5 separate regions of the Mus musculus genome follow, and regions 1, 2, 4 and 5 are each linked to region 3. A link is a contact called in public promoter capture Hi-C data. All regions are on one chromosome and are shown on one strand. The core of a region is the stretch at or near the end of the contact, and the rest is flanking DNA. Distances in the headings are between cores, read along the strand shown. Region 1 holds the start of Siglecg (sialic acid binding Ig-like lectin G). Region 2 holds the start of Zfp719 (zinc finger protein 719). Region 3 holds the start of AI987944 (expressed sequence AI987944). Region 4 holds the start of Ctu1 (cytosolic thiouridylase subunit 1). Region 5 holds the start of Zfp658 (zinc finger protein 658).

Region 1 (2,700 bases), core at 119-2,618, 2.0 Mb before region 3:
CTGGGCAAGCACTCTACCAACTAAATGACATCCCCACCACACCTCCGTGAACCCTCCTGAGCATGGAGTTGGGGAATTCTCTACCTCCTACCACCAGGACAGCCCAAAGCACCATACCATACTCACAGGCCACTCTTAGTCGGACAGTCCTTTGTGTGCTCATTCTAGAGAAGTCCAGCTGACATGTGAGCTCAGTATCATGGTGTTGAAGTCCTGGGATAAAGCTCAGAACTGAGTAATTGGATGTGTGCGGTCTGCTTTCTTGGAAGGAGACAGCATCCCCCATCCAGGAGAAAGAAGGAGCTGGGCATTGGTTGAAGGTCCAGGAAAACAAGCAGACAACGGTCACTGGCTCCCCAGGCTCCAGGACCTCAGGAATGAAGATATCTGGCTTCTGAGTCAGGGCTAAGGGAGAGGATACCAATCCTGTGACTCCAGCGGCTCCTCCCAGAAGTAGTCTTCTTTGCATCACAGTTTATCTTCCACTGTCCCTCCCCCAGTGAGAGACCAAGGTTCCCTGCTATGTCTACAACTCTTACCTTCCACTTGTAGCCTGAACTCCTCCTTGAAACTGAATCTCTCAAATCCTCTCTCCATCCGGAAGAAATAGTTTGTTGAGTCTCCCCACTGAACATCTTTGATTAGCAAGGAACAGTTCTTTTTAGAGATATCCCCCAAGAGCTGGAAGCGCCCTCGGGCTTCCCATTCTAACACTTTATCTTTGTTATTTGTGGCCACTGGAAATGAAAGTGATGGTTTTCTGATGCCTTTGAACCAGTAGCCATAAAGTGGGGAACGGTTAAGCCATTTTCCCTCAGGGGAGGAGAAGGAGCAGGGCACGAAGATGCACAGACCCTCCTGTGCCTTCACAATTCTCTGCACCTGTAGGAAGTAGCTCTCCATCTGACCTTGAGGCCCTGTCGGAGACAGAGGCATAAGCTTTAGCCCCAGCCCCAGCCCCAGCCCCAGCCCCAGCCCCAGCCCCAGCCCCAGCCCCAGCCCCAGCCCCAGCCCCAATTTGAGCCACTCTGGCCTTGGACCCACTCACCATCCAACAGGAAGGACAGCAGGAACAGCAGCAGTGACATCGTGGCCTTAGGGGGATCTTGGACTTGCACAAGTTGGCCTCCTTCTCAGCTGGTCTGTGTTTGATTGGAGTGAGAGAGGAGGGGAAATGTAGGCGGAAGCTGAGCCCTGGGTACCGGTGCAAGACAAACTGCAAGTTTCGAGCCCATTGCATCTCCCTTTCCCTCCACTCCCTTCTCCCCCATACCCACCTGCCTACTCCATGTTTTATGGAGCATTTGGCCCTTGGACATTTGCAACTGATCCTTCCCAGCCCTCTCTAGTGGCTGGGAGGGAGGGAACAGAGCTATGCCTGGCCTGGGGACCTTGCTGTGGGTGAATATAGGTTGGGGCTTTTCTTTAGATGCTAGGTCAGTAAGAAAGCAGAAGTAAGAGTTTTGGGTGGTGCTTCTTGAAGTGAGTCCTGGTGAGTGCAGGAGAGCGAGACCTCCTGGCTGATGTTCAAATTTAAAAACAAATAGGTAGTCACTATATTTCTTGGTATGAAATGTCTCAAATACTTTGTGAGTACTATTTACACTTAGAAGAGGAGGAAGAAGAGGGGGGAAAGAAAAGGAGGAGGAAAAGATGAAAAAGCTTGGTTTGTATGATGTTCAAATGTAACTGGATATTTCTCACTATGCTTTTTTTTTTTCTTTGCTTCATGCTAAATCAGAAAAATATAGACTGGTCTTCTACCCCTTCATCCTCCCTTGTGAGCTACTGACACTTTGAACTCTAAAAGTACCCACAGGCTTCAATACAATTCAACACAGTTCCCCGCTTGTCCTTCCTCTTCAGTCAGAGAACTGAATTTCCCACTTGTAATTTATGCGTTGATGAGGTTTCCCATATCTGGGGCTGACGATGTTACTAGGAACCAAGCAACCTAAAGGGTGCAAGGTGTGTATGTGTGTGTGTCTGTCTGTCTGTGTGTGTCTGTGTGTATGTGTCTGTGTGTCTGTGTGTGTGTCTGTCTGTCTGTGTGTGTCTGTGTGTATGTGTCTGTGTGTCTGTCTGTGTGTATGTGTCTGTGTGTCTGTCTGTCTGTGTGTGTCTGTGTGTATGTGTCTGTGTGTATGTGTGTGTGTGTGTCTGTCTGTCTGTGTCTGTGTGTATGTGTCTGTGTGTATGTGTCTGTGTGTATGTGTCTGTGTGTATGTGTCTGTGTGTCTGTGTGTCTGTGTGTATGTGTCTGTGTGTATGTGTCTGTGTGTCTGTGTGTATGTGTCTGTGTGTCTGTCTGTGTGTGTCTGTGTGTATGTGTCTGTGTGTCTGTGTGTATGTGTCTGTGTGTCTGTCTGTGTGTGTCTGTGTGTATGTGTCTGTGTGTCTGTGTGTCTGTGTGTCTGTGTGTGTGTCTGTGTGTGTGTGTCTGTGTGTACGTGTCTGTGTCTGTATGTGTATGTGTGTGTGTCTGTGTGTACGTGTCTGTATGTGTGTCTGTATGTGTGTCTGTGTGTGTGTCTGTGTGTGTCTGTATGTGTCTGTGTGTGTCTGTATGTGTATGTGTGTGTCTGTATGTGTATGTGTGTGTGTGTGTGTGTGTGTCTGTCTGTCTGTGGGTGTGTCTGTGTGTCTGTCTTCAAGTTTCCCACAGGCTCCTGTGTTTGAAGCTTGACTCACTGTGGTGCT
Region 2 (2,700 bases), core at 45-2,544, 2.2 Mb before region 3:
GTTTTGTCTGTCTTTGTCTGTGCACCATTAGCTGGGAGGCCAGAAGGGAACACGGATCCCCTGGAATCGTCCCACCAGGCAGTTCCAAGGCACCATGTGGTGTGGGTGCTGGGAACCCAACACTGCTGACCCACATCTCCACTCTCCTGCCTTTCCTCCTCACTGGTCTCTTCAGTAGGCAGACTGGATGAGGCTGGCCCTTGCCTGTTTGGATGCAGGAACCCAGGCTTCTGCCTTACAATCTTTTTACAGCAGCACCTTTCTGCGTAACTGCCAATTACCAATCCTTGCCAAATTCACAGATCCCAGGCACAAGTCAAACCTCCGATCAGACCTCACATCAGCAAAGGACTGCAGTATTTATGTAAACTTTCAATTGTAACTGAAATGACTAGTTTTTTCTTAAATCTTTCTTCTGTCTTCAGTTGCATACGGGGGAAAGGAAATATCCAGAACACCTAAGGGCAGCCCCAAGGCTATGTCCCCGCTTAGATAACTGTGACCACATTAAATATACCTAAACACATCTCCTGGCTTCTAGGCAGTGCCTTCTATTGCTAATACTGCTTAGGCTGACAGAGATGGAGGGCACTGGGTCTCCAGTTTGGACCAAACGTAAATAAATTCATTTCCCCGTTTTCTCTTACTCTTTGGAGTTTATCTCCTCTCGAAGGCCAGTGTTTGACCAGGAGCCAGGGCTCCAGTTACCAGCTACTCAAACAGCCCAGAAAGCGACGCGGTCGCCCTCACAAAGCACCCTACACTGGCCTCAAGCTCCATCGCCTGACTCCTAAGCCAATCACAGACTGAGCGGATCACAAGCCATCTCAAGGTCCTCGCCCTGAAGCTCCCGGATGCTGCAGCGCCCACTCACTGAGTCCTGCCCCGAATGCCCTCACATGGTAATTTTCACGGACGACGGTGGGAAATCCCACAGGACAGCATACTGGGAAGTGACAAAATACAGACGCGGAAAACCCGCAGGAACAGAATGAAAGAGAACCGAACGACCCCCACTTTATCCACCTCATCCCCCCCTGGGGCCGATTCAACCATCACTCAGCACAAACCGGCGCTCAGCAGCACAGCGTCCTCTGCTCCACATCCACTCACCTCACATTACACCTTAGAGAAGCTCTGCACACGGCACGCCAGGACTGCGAGACTTCCGCCCACAGACACCCACAATTCCATGGGTTCGGATTCCAAACACCCACGCTACCCTGGCAACGACAGGAGAGGCGAACTACTTTAAGATCTGAGCGGATGTGATCACTCTAGGCCACTTCCGATTTGAATAAGGGTTCCCTCAGTTCACTACCACGTAGCCCTGGGTGGCGCGCATGCGCACCACCACTGGCGGAAGTCTGTCTTGCCAGTACTTATTATGGCTCATCTGGTGGTTTCTGATTTTTTTTTTTTTTTTTTTAACTTCTTCCTAGAAAGTGCCATGGCTGAACCCACACTCCCGTGACACAGAGGCAAGCATCAAAGCGCAACGGTTCCATACAGCCGACAAGAATGTGATAGGTGAAAGTCCAAGGCTGTCTCACATGCTTAGGGGATTTATTAACGTCTTGTATGTGTATATAATTCTAAGACACTGTAACATTACATCTTCCTAAATGTACCTTTTTTTCCCCTGTATTTTATTAGATTTACTTTATGTATTTTTGCCTGCATGTTGAGTTTATAGCATCCAGGACAGCTGCAAGAGCAACAAGTGCTTTTAATCTGTTTCTCTTTTTCTTCAACTTTCTCTTGATTTTCACCAGAATTGAAAGAAGTTCTTATTTTTGAGATGACCTCACTATATTGGTCTGACTGGCTTGGAACCGGACATGAAGGTCATTCTGGCCTTGGACTCTCAGACATCTCATGGCCTCTGTTTCCCGAGTGCTGGGATTAAAGATGTGTATCACCACACTGGCCTTTTCTAATTTTTCAAAAATTGAAAACTATGTGGGGTTATTAGGAAACAGGAGGTAAGTCATATGGAACACCAACGGTGAGAAACTGAGATAAGCCATCATTTACGTCATACTGAGGCATCTCACGGTTCCCAGAGGATAGAAACCTGTTCTTACTTAGAAGTAAAATGTCTTCTAAATCGCATAATAGAAATAATGTAGAACTAGGTGGGCAGTGGAAATAATGATAAACAGGGACACTAGTCAAATGGGAAAAACACCTAGCACTGTAGTGAATAAATTAGTAGACCTAATGTACATTATAAGAATAAAGTATAAAATTGTGTGAGTTATCTCCATATTAAACACATTCTAGCCCTGGACAGTCTAGAACAGTGGTTCTCAACCTGTGGGTTATGACCCCTTTGACAAACCTCTATCTCCAAAAATATTTACATCATGATTCATAACAGTAGCAAAATTACAGTTATGAAGTAGCAATGAAAAATATTAGAAAGGTTGAGAACCACTGGTCTGGAACTATGTAGACCAGGCTGGCCTTGAAGTTACTCTGATCTTGTCTATACCAGGGAAGTTCTAGGATTACAACAATGTGCAATCATGCCCAGTTCACACATAGTCTAGAGCTTCCCACTGAGAACAGACTACAGGAATAATGATTTAGGAAACAGTTTCATCATCAAAGATACACCTCAGGAGTCCCAAAAGAGTGGACTCAGCCATCCATCACCACAGAGCAAAATTATGATAAGTTAGGCACCAACGTGTT
Region 3 (2,702 bases), core at 14-2,513:
TGCCACATACTGGGCCACTGCAGTTTCTGTCACCCAGCGTCAGTAGATGGCATTTCCAAGGCTCCAAGGCAAATAACGGATCAGAAAATAACTGATGGCCTTGGATGAACTTCCAACTACGCAGAAATTACTCAATAAATAAATACATAAAAATAAAGAATAAAAAAGTAAAATAAAAAAATAGGCGTCTCCCAATTGCCCGAATGGGGTGTACAAACCCCATCAATTTCACCCTGTTTATCAGACAGGGTATCTCTTAACCATAATCCAGGAACCAACAGGAAGCTTACTGTTTAGAGTCTGCCATTCACCTTGGGATTCTGCAGAGGGAATGCATTTCCTGGAGACCCTAGACACAGCTGGGTCAGCCCACCCCTCCATTATCCGGGATGAAAAGAGAATTTGGGGCTTTTTCTCTTCCTCCTCCTCCTCCTCCTCCTCCTCCTCCTCCTCCTCCTCCTCCTCCTCCTCCTCCTCCTCCTCCTCCTCCTCCTCCTCCTCCTCCTCCCCTCCTCCTCATCCTCCTCCTCCTCCTCCCCCCCCCCTCCTCCTCCTCCCCCCCCCCCACCACCATTTCGGTCCAAATTAAAAGCAACAGTTTATTAAATATTAGGTACTGACCAAGAGATGGACCTGGGTCAGAAATATCCGCAGAATTTCCCAGCCGGAATAGCCCCCGGTCACATATTGTAGGGGTTTATACAGATAATCAATTTGGCCACCGCACTTTCTCACGAGGGTTACTTAGAAAAAAAAACTACAATTCCCAGAATCGCTAGAAGTTACCTGGCTCCTGGGCCGGTAACGCTTACAGGCTAATTTTGGCAATTACATACGCAAGCTTGATTTCCATTACATATCCACCTTCATTTCCGGAGGAAGAAAGGGAAGTGCCTAATGAATAAAGCAAAGGTAGTTCAAGCAAGCTCCAGATTTCCCGATTTAGAGAGCTAGGGAGGGCAGGGTCAATTCCTACAAAGGGGAGGAGCAGCCCGAGCTGACGCGGTGGGTTCTCCCCAGAGCTGGATGGGAAGACAGACGGGTATGCTTTTGGAAAACAGGCACAAGCGCTACTGAAATTCAAATCTCTGTGTATCTGCAGAAAGAATGATACTGTAGTGGAAGACCAGGCCAGCAACCAAGCGGAGTCCCATCTGCACATTCTAACCCTAAGGGAGGTTTAATGGCCAATCAGAACCTTGAGGTGGAGCTGTTCATGTTACGCAAGACTTAGTGACCAATCGGAGCCTTGGGGTGGATTTGTCAGTCAGGAGAGAAGGCGGGACCTTCCGGGTTCCTTGCGGCAGTTTCAGCTCTATAACGGACCCTGCTGGAAAAGTTCTGATTGTTTTTCTCTAAGCGCTGCTGCTGGGTGCTGTGAGGGAAGCTCTAGCAAGTTGCTAATTCGCGACATGGTGAGTGCAGAGCCACTGCCCACAGAGGGAAGGAGCAGGCAGTTGTGTAGCAGAAGTTGGTATGGTGGCTTGTCCCTGGGTCTGGGTGGTAAGTGTGGCCAGATCTGACCACCTGTTACTTCCCTTTTTGTCCTAGTCATTCCCTGAACCCAGCGGTGGGCTGTGAATAACTTCACTATGAGGGCGGCATCTGCTCAAAGCATCTGGCTCAGAGACTTGTGTGTGGAAACATCCTTAGCAGGATGTCAAACTCAGAGAGGCCTAGTTTCTCTACTTCTAAAAGTTAACTCCCCCATCATTTAACATTTAGCTGTAAGACCTATTTGGAGTTAATTCTGTAGAAGTTATAAAAGGCATCTCATGTTGGGTAGCACTCCCATATCAAACTGTGGTGTAGAAGAGTAGAATTGATGATGTTAAAGGATTTACCAATGCTTAGGAGATAGTTAAGCGACAGCAAGTAGAGTTTAGCTGAGGGAGGAATGCCTCTGAGACACCCTACAGATAAGTAGTGTGCTAACCAGACCCGTTAGAGATCAGGATGCTAGGATAGATATATTTGTTCACTAGGATTGTCCAGAAAAGTGCTCCAGTGCTTAACAAAGGAGGCTACTCTGATTGACAACCAGCCACTAGGGCCATCCTCATAGCAAAGAACTGGCTGCTCAAGGGAGCGTTATAGAGTCCCAATCAACATTAAAGGCTGTTTATCACAAAGTGCTGCTAGTTTTCTTCTTGAGAAAAAGCATAGTTCTGCCATATTCGCAGGAGAACACCGGCTGGCAACTCTTTGAAAAGGGAAAACACTGTTGGGTCCAGGACTGGCTTGATCAAGCAAGGCTTTCTGTGAGGCCCTTATGTATAGAAAATGGCATAGCTCTTTCTCAAACCCAGGAACATGCTTGACAGAGCCAGGTAGGCCCTCATGTATTGAGAGTAAAATAGAACTTTTCTTTTTCTTTTTCCTTTTTTTCTTCCTTTGTCTTTATTATTAGTAGTAATTATTTTACTTATTTACATTCAAATGTTGTCCCTTCCTGGTCTCCCCTCCACAACCTCCATCCCATCCCCTCCCCTTTGCCTCTATGAGGGTTCCTACCCACTCACCCACTCCTGCCTCACCCTTCTAGCATCCCCCCCTACCCCCAGGGGGGCAACAAGCTTCCACAAGACCAAGCTCCTCCCCTCCCATTGATGTTAGTTAAGGCAGTCCTCTGCTACTGCTACATATGTAGCAGGAGCCATGAACCCACTCATATATACTCTTTGGTTGGTGGTTTAGTTCCT
Region 4 (2,700 bases), core at 27-2,526, 2.3 Mb before region 3:
CTGCCTTGGAGCCCGATTACATTCTAAGGTGACCCTCATTGTTTGATTATCCTGCACAACTCAGAACACTGGCACAGCCTGCTTGTCTGGGTCACTGGTCTCTGCCTTGGCCTCCCCTCCTTCACGACAATTTGCATATAACAACCTGCAGATCCAGCCCAGTTACCTTTTTGACAGGTCCGTGAATGATGCTTGGGAGGCCCCGTGGCTCCTTTCCAGAATGCTCTCAAGTATCCCAGGAACACTCCTTTCCTCTGGCCCAAAGAGTTCTTTCTGATCACTGAACCCAGCAAGCAGCCCTCAAGACTCCCCTAACTCTCCTGGCTGAGCACTGCCCCTTGAACTATCCTCCTCAGCCTTTGTTTCTCCCCTTCCTCTCGCCCGGATTAGGTTCACACCAGTCTCTCCTCACTTCTCCTCACGCCCTGCCCAGCAAGCCCTAGAATCATCAGGCTCAGAGGTGCCTCCAGGCTTGACCTCCTAACGACCCACTTAGGATCCTTGCAGGGCACCTTTCAAGTGCTCCCCAAATCTGTCCCTTCTGCCTGGCTTATCTGTCTCCTGAGAGTGCCCACCACCTTCTACCCCCGCATTTATGCAGAATGGCGTGTAAATACACTCTCTGTTCTCAGTCATCTAATCCTGTGAGGGGGTTGCTATTGTAAGGAGTAGCTTACAGACACACGCAGAAACAGAAAAGGGGGATACCACATCAGTAGTAGCCCTGAGATCATGGAGGGAACCTGGTTGATAGATATATCAGTAGTCTTTAGCTGACGGAGCGAACAGGGCTTATGCTAATTAAGTAAGTATCTGGGATGATGGGGGAAAGAATTGTGTACAGACTGGCGGCAAACCCCCGAGGTAATAACAGGCGTGGTGGTGCACGCCTTTAATCCCAACACTCAAGAGGAAGTGGCAGTTGAATTTCTGCAAGTTCCAGGCTAGCCTGATCTACAAAACAAATTTCAGGGGTGCCTCCGGGTGGCCAACTCTCCTAAAGGGCAGAAGAGGCGTCACCAGAACATATTTAACAGGGGCAAGAGAAGGCAGATGATCTGTTACCACCAAATGAACAAAGCGGCCTGGCAAGAGACCAGACTAGGAGATCCTGGCCAGAACGCGAGTTGACAATCATAAAAGCGAGTGCCAAATCTCTAGAAAGACCTTCAGCTCTCCCGTGGCACCATGGCCCCAAGCCCGTAGGAACCGGAGGAAGAGGAACACTAACCTGAGTGGAACGAGCTGAGTACTCTGCCTGCCACGCGGAAGCCTGGAGCGGAAAAATGCCCTGGGACTACAATTCCCATAAGGCCTTGAACTGCTTTGCCTACGACTTCCAGAATGCAACAGCTCCAGACGCGGGCCTGTAACTCTACAGCAGCTTGGACTCCAATTCCCAGAAACACTTGAGAGTACAGCTTTCCTTCTGCCAAATGCCTCCCCACGGGCCGACTCTGTAGGGCGCACACCAGGGCCTGGGAACCGAGCCCAGAATCCTGATGTTGTCCGGCAACGCGAGGTCACCAGAAGGGAAGTTGAAATCAGAAGTGGTTGAAATCAGAATGGCTGCAGTATAATTTCCTAGTTTTGTGGACTATCATATACTTCTGCTACTTGCTTGCTTCTCAGTCTCTGTTACTGTTTCCCCCTCCCTCTTCTCTGTGTCTCTCTCCCTTGCTCTCTCTTTCTTTGATTCTCTCCCCAGGATCTTACCATGTAGCCTAGGCTGTCCTGGAGGAACTAGCCATATAGACCAGGCTGGCCTTGAACTCAGAGACCCACCTGCATCTGCCTCCAGAGTGCTAAGATAAAAGGTGTATGCAATCTTGCCCCTTTCTGTCTTCCTTCCTTCCTTCCTTCCTTCCTTCCTTCCTTCCTTCCTTCCTTCCTTCCTTCCTTTCTCACAAAGGTGGAAGGAGTCCAGATGACACACAGCTATGTAAGCTATTGTAATACACATCAGTAAATTGTCGTCTTGTACTGTTTAAGGTCACCGGGAACCTGGCGTCCCAGCCCGACTTTAGACCCAAGCATTTTGTCTTAAAGCGTTCTCCAAGACCGCTTCCTCAGTCACCAGCCGGCTTCCTGGTCCTGTGAGAAAGTGAAAGAGAACAGCCAAATAAAGTGGAAACGCTACTTCCTTAAGAACAGGAGAGTAAGTTCTTAGAAGAAAAATAGTGTATCCTTGAACACAGATAGGATGGGACCCATTCCCAGAGACCTCTGCTACTTCTCATCCCATAGGACATCTGTGGTGGGAATGGTTAGTTGGGAGTCTGTCTTCCTGGGATCCTCTTCTTCAGCCTCCTGCAGACTGTGTGTGGTTCCCAGCTTCCCCAGTCTGTTTCTACTGGATGTTTGTTTCATGTCTGACCTGGTGCCCCATTATCTTTCTGCAGTTTGCTGTTTATGCACTTGAAATGAAAAGCATTCCTACTGTGGATCATTCTCCAGTTTCAGACAGCTTTCTACCGACGAACCACACTCCAGCCCCTCACTAGGGGATTCTAGGTAGGGACTCGATTATTGAGCCACTTACTACCCAGGAACTTACTGGGAAATTCTAGGCAGGGGTTTTAACACTGTGCCACACCCTAGCCTCTCATTAGGGGATTCTAAGTGGATGCTCTATTACTAAGCTAGGTATATTCCCAGCACCTCATTGGAGAAACTCTAGGCAGAGGTTTTAATAGTGAG
Region 5 (2,700 bases), core at 87-2,586, 2.2 Mb before region 3:
CCCAGCTCTCACGAGAGCTCTTTTAAGCATGCCACCAGCATTGATACAACCATTTCTCTCTCAGAAATGACAACTAAGCTTATGGGCTGTTCCAGAACACACCCTAAGAGGAAGAGCAGGACCAGTCCCGTTCCTTCCCTACTCTAAACCACACCCAGTGCCCATGATCTCGGGCGGTCTCTGTGTGCCCAGCACCCAGAACCCTTTCTCCTTCTGAGAGCAGAGATGTGGTGCAGTGTGGTGTGGTGATGGCCACTCCTGGCTCTCTGTGCCTGTCTAGACATTTTCGTTTTCATCTATGCCCACATTGACATCCTGTTTCTCTTCCTTAAATTCAATGGCTCAATCCCTTCCCTGACTTGGAAACCCTGCACATAAACACCAGGCCCTCGACACAAAACATTTCTCCCTTGTCCACAATGTTTTTATGGTACACAGGACATATTCACTGTCATTCTGGACTTTAAGTAACCTCTGATAAGTGGACTGACCACAGGATTAATTTAACCACGGGGTTAAAATGGGCATACCTAGTTCCCCAGAACGTTATTACTTTGGCAGCCAAGATGACAATTTACTAGTTTCCAGAGAATCTTCAATAAACTCAATAGTGATACCCAAGGAACATACAACCTCCAATAAGGACACAGGGTCCTTCTGCTCAAGTGCCAATCACTGACTCTTATTGTGACCATATGGTCTCAGCAGAGGCAGCATTGACCCGCCTCATGTCCCAGCCCTCACATAAAACGGCCCGGGGATTAGGATTTGCCTTTTAAACGTTTGCTTTGCAGCGCTAGCTCTCTACAGGAGACTACATGCTGGGAACGAAAAGGTCCTGTTTTACAAGCCTTGCTACCTGCACAAAGGCTCAACTTGCAGCTCCGATGCCTGTGCCCTCTTTGCATATGCAAATCCCCTGGCTTTTGTTCCACGTGTTCTTAGTATTAGTTCCGCAGGCAGAAGCCACAGGCTGACCGAGAATGGCTGGCTTTCCCAAATTAAGCCCAAACCACAAATAATCTCATTTTCCATTTGTATCTGCCTGTTCTCTTCTCGCAGGCTACTACTAGAAAGCAGCGCGATCGCCCTCAGAGACGCTAGCCCCAGGCTTGCGGTAGCTGGCTGCACTGTCTGTCTCTCTCAGCAACCCTGCTCTCCCAACTCCCATAGGATTCCCACCCCAGCTCAACCAGGGCATCCCTCCAGTAGCTGTGTCAGCTGTCACTCAACACAAATCAGCGCTCAACAGCACAGCATCCTCCCTGCGCCCCTGCCGCTCACCTCTCACAACAATGCAGAGAACTCTGCACAGGACGCGCAGTGTCCCTCCCTGCGACTTCCGCCCCCGGGCCCTCAGTGTTAGAATCCAAACTCTCCTGGAGTGCGGGCAACAATAACAGAACTGATCTGCGCGGAGATTTAAGCGGATATGACCGCTCGAGACCACTTCCGTTTACTGCGAATCAGTGTTCTTCGCCACCCTCCCACACCCCCTTTTTTCCCCTTGTGGAGGCTGGCGAAGCGCATGCGCGCTACTATTTGTGACGCTACAACTTGCCAATACTTCACTTGGATCTTCCTGTAGTTTCTGTTCCTTTAGGAGCTGTCATGGCCACTCCCACAATACAATGATACAGGGACCACCATCACAGTGTGCACATAAGCAGGCAAAGCTTGTGGACTGTGACACAGTGAAAGTCCAAGGCTGTCTCATATTTTCAGGGGATTTTACTTCCTACCTATACGTGTATATCAGTTATTTCCAAGAGACCGGGATGCTGCATATTACTAAAAATACCATTTTTTTTTCTGTATATTCTCAGGGACTTAAAAGATTTTTTTCCTCTAAACTAAGAAGTAAATAAAAAATAAATTAATAAATATAAAGAAAAAAAAAACTAGGTTTGTTGGGAAATGGGAATTGAAGCCATGTGGAATCTTTAAAGATGAAGGTCTGAAATAAATGTGACACTGAGGCTTTTCATGGGGACCAGAGGTGGAGAAAATCTGTTGTCAATGACAAGTGTTTTTATTTTAATTCTTCATTATTTATTGTGTGTTTTGCATATATAAGAAATAGTGTAGAGGAAGGTGGAGAGGGAGATAATGATAAATGGTGAGAGATCAATTGATGACGAAAACGTGCAGTACAGTAGAGGGAATAAATCCATAGGCCAAAGTCGAATATCTGAACAAAATGAACGATTGTGTGCAGTATCTCAGGTTAGCGTTCTCTAGTTCTGTGTAGACAAGAGTATAGCATTGAACATGGTATGATCCCCTGCTTCTGCTTTCCAGGGCTGGGGGGTGGGGGGGATATGCCATCATGCCTAGCTTCACATATGATTTTGATTGTCTTGAGAACAAATTATAGTACTGGTGCTCTTGTGACCAGGGTTTTGTGTCCAAAGATACAGCTCCGGGGGTCCCAAAAAGTAGTCTCAGCCACCCATCACCACATGCCAAATTATATTAAACCACATAAAAGTTAATATGCAAATATCAACTTCTGATCGATTCTCTGCTACATCTTAGCATATGATTGATACCCACACGCACTTATTGCCTCCCGGGCACCACCTTGCTCTTCCACAGGCTCTCTCCTTATGCTTATGACCTCTCTAGGCTGTAAATGTGGTACAGTGCCCATCTGTCTTGCAGCCTGAGTCACAGTCAGTCCACCAGGAAGATGGAGCA

What was found. Promoter capture Hi-C pulls out the DNA fragments that hold promoters and counts their contacts.
Region 1: a contact with region 3 is called in a promoter capture Hi-C map of the C10 cell line, with 7 times the contacts expected there. The contact joins the promoter of Siglecg here to the promoter of AI987944 in region 3. A contact is called at or near these places in 4 of 39 promoter capture datasets (the C10 cell line, cranial neural crest, hippocampal neurons and 1 more).
Region 2: a contact with region 3 is called in a promoter capture Hi-C map of the HPC-7 cell line. The contact joins the promoter of Zfp719 here to the promoter of AI987944 in region 3. A contact is called at or near these places in 4 of 39 promoter capture datasets (the HPC-7 cell line, cranial neural crest, hippocampal neurons and 1 more).
Region 4: a promoter capture Hi-C map of liver shows a contact between it and region 3, with 2.9 times the contacts expected there. The contact joins the promoter of Ctu1 here to the promoter of AI987944 in region 3. A contact is called at or near these places in 2 of 39 promoter capture datasets (liver and pre-B cells) and 1 of 9 other capture datasets (adipose tissue).
Region 5: a promoter capture Hi-C map of pre-B cells shows a contact between it and region 3, with 3 times the contacts expected there. The contact joins the promoter of Zfp658 here to the promoter of AI987944 in region 3. A contact is called at or near these places in 6 of 39 promoter capture datasets (the C10 cell line, the HPC-7 cell line, cranial neural crest and 3 more) and 1 of 115 datasets of contacts at active chromatin or transcription factors (astrocytes).

What each region holds. Positions count from the first base shown.
Region 1 is chr7:43,406,948-43,409,647 of GRCm38.p6, reverse strand. It overlaps Siglecg (sialic acid binding Ig-like lectin G), which reads right to left and starts at 1,368. Exons shown (of 12, transcript NM_172900.3): 1 at 1,278-1,368; 2 at 1,049-1,142; 3 at 540-917; 4 at 127-405. The coding sequence starts at 1,088.
Region 2 is chr7:43,578,180-43,580,879 of GRCm38.p6, reverse strand. It overlaps Zfp719 (zinc finger protein 719), which reads right to left and starts at 1,294. Exons shown (of 4, transcript NM_172482.1): 1 at 1,114-1,294.
Region 3 is chr7:41,391,940-41,394,641 of GRCm38.p6, reverse strand. It overlaps AI987944 (expressed sequence AI987944), which reads left to right and starts at 1,263. Exons shown (of 5, transcript NM_001199330.1): 1 at 1,263-1,415. Gm17102 (predicted gene 17102) reads right to left here and starts at 944. Exons shown (of 2, transcript NR_166533.1): 1 at 622-944.
Region 4 is chr7:43,670,607-43,673,306 of GRCm38.p6, reverse strand. It overlaps Ctu1 (cytosolic thiouridylase subunit 1), which reads right to left and starts at 1,276. Exons shown (of 3, transcript NM_145582.1): 1 at 1,232-1,276. It also overlaps a transcript of Siglece not described here.
Region 5 is chr7:43,561,006-43,563,705 of GRCm38.p6, reverse strand. It overlaps Zfp658 (zinc finger protein 658), which reads right to left and starts at 1,336. Exons shown (of 5, transcript NM_001008549.2): 1 at 1,285-1,336.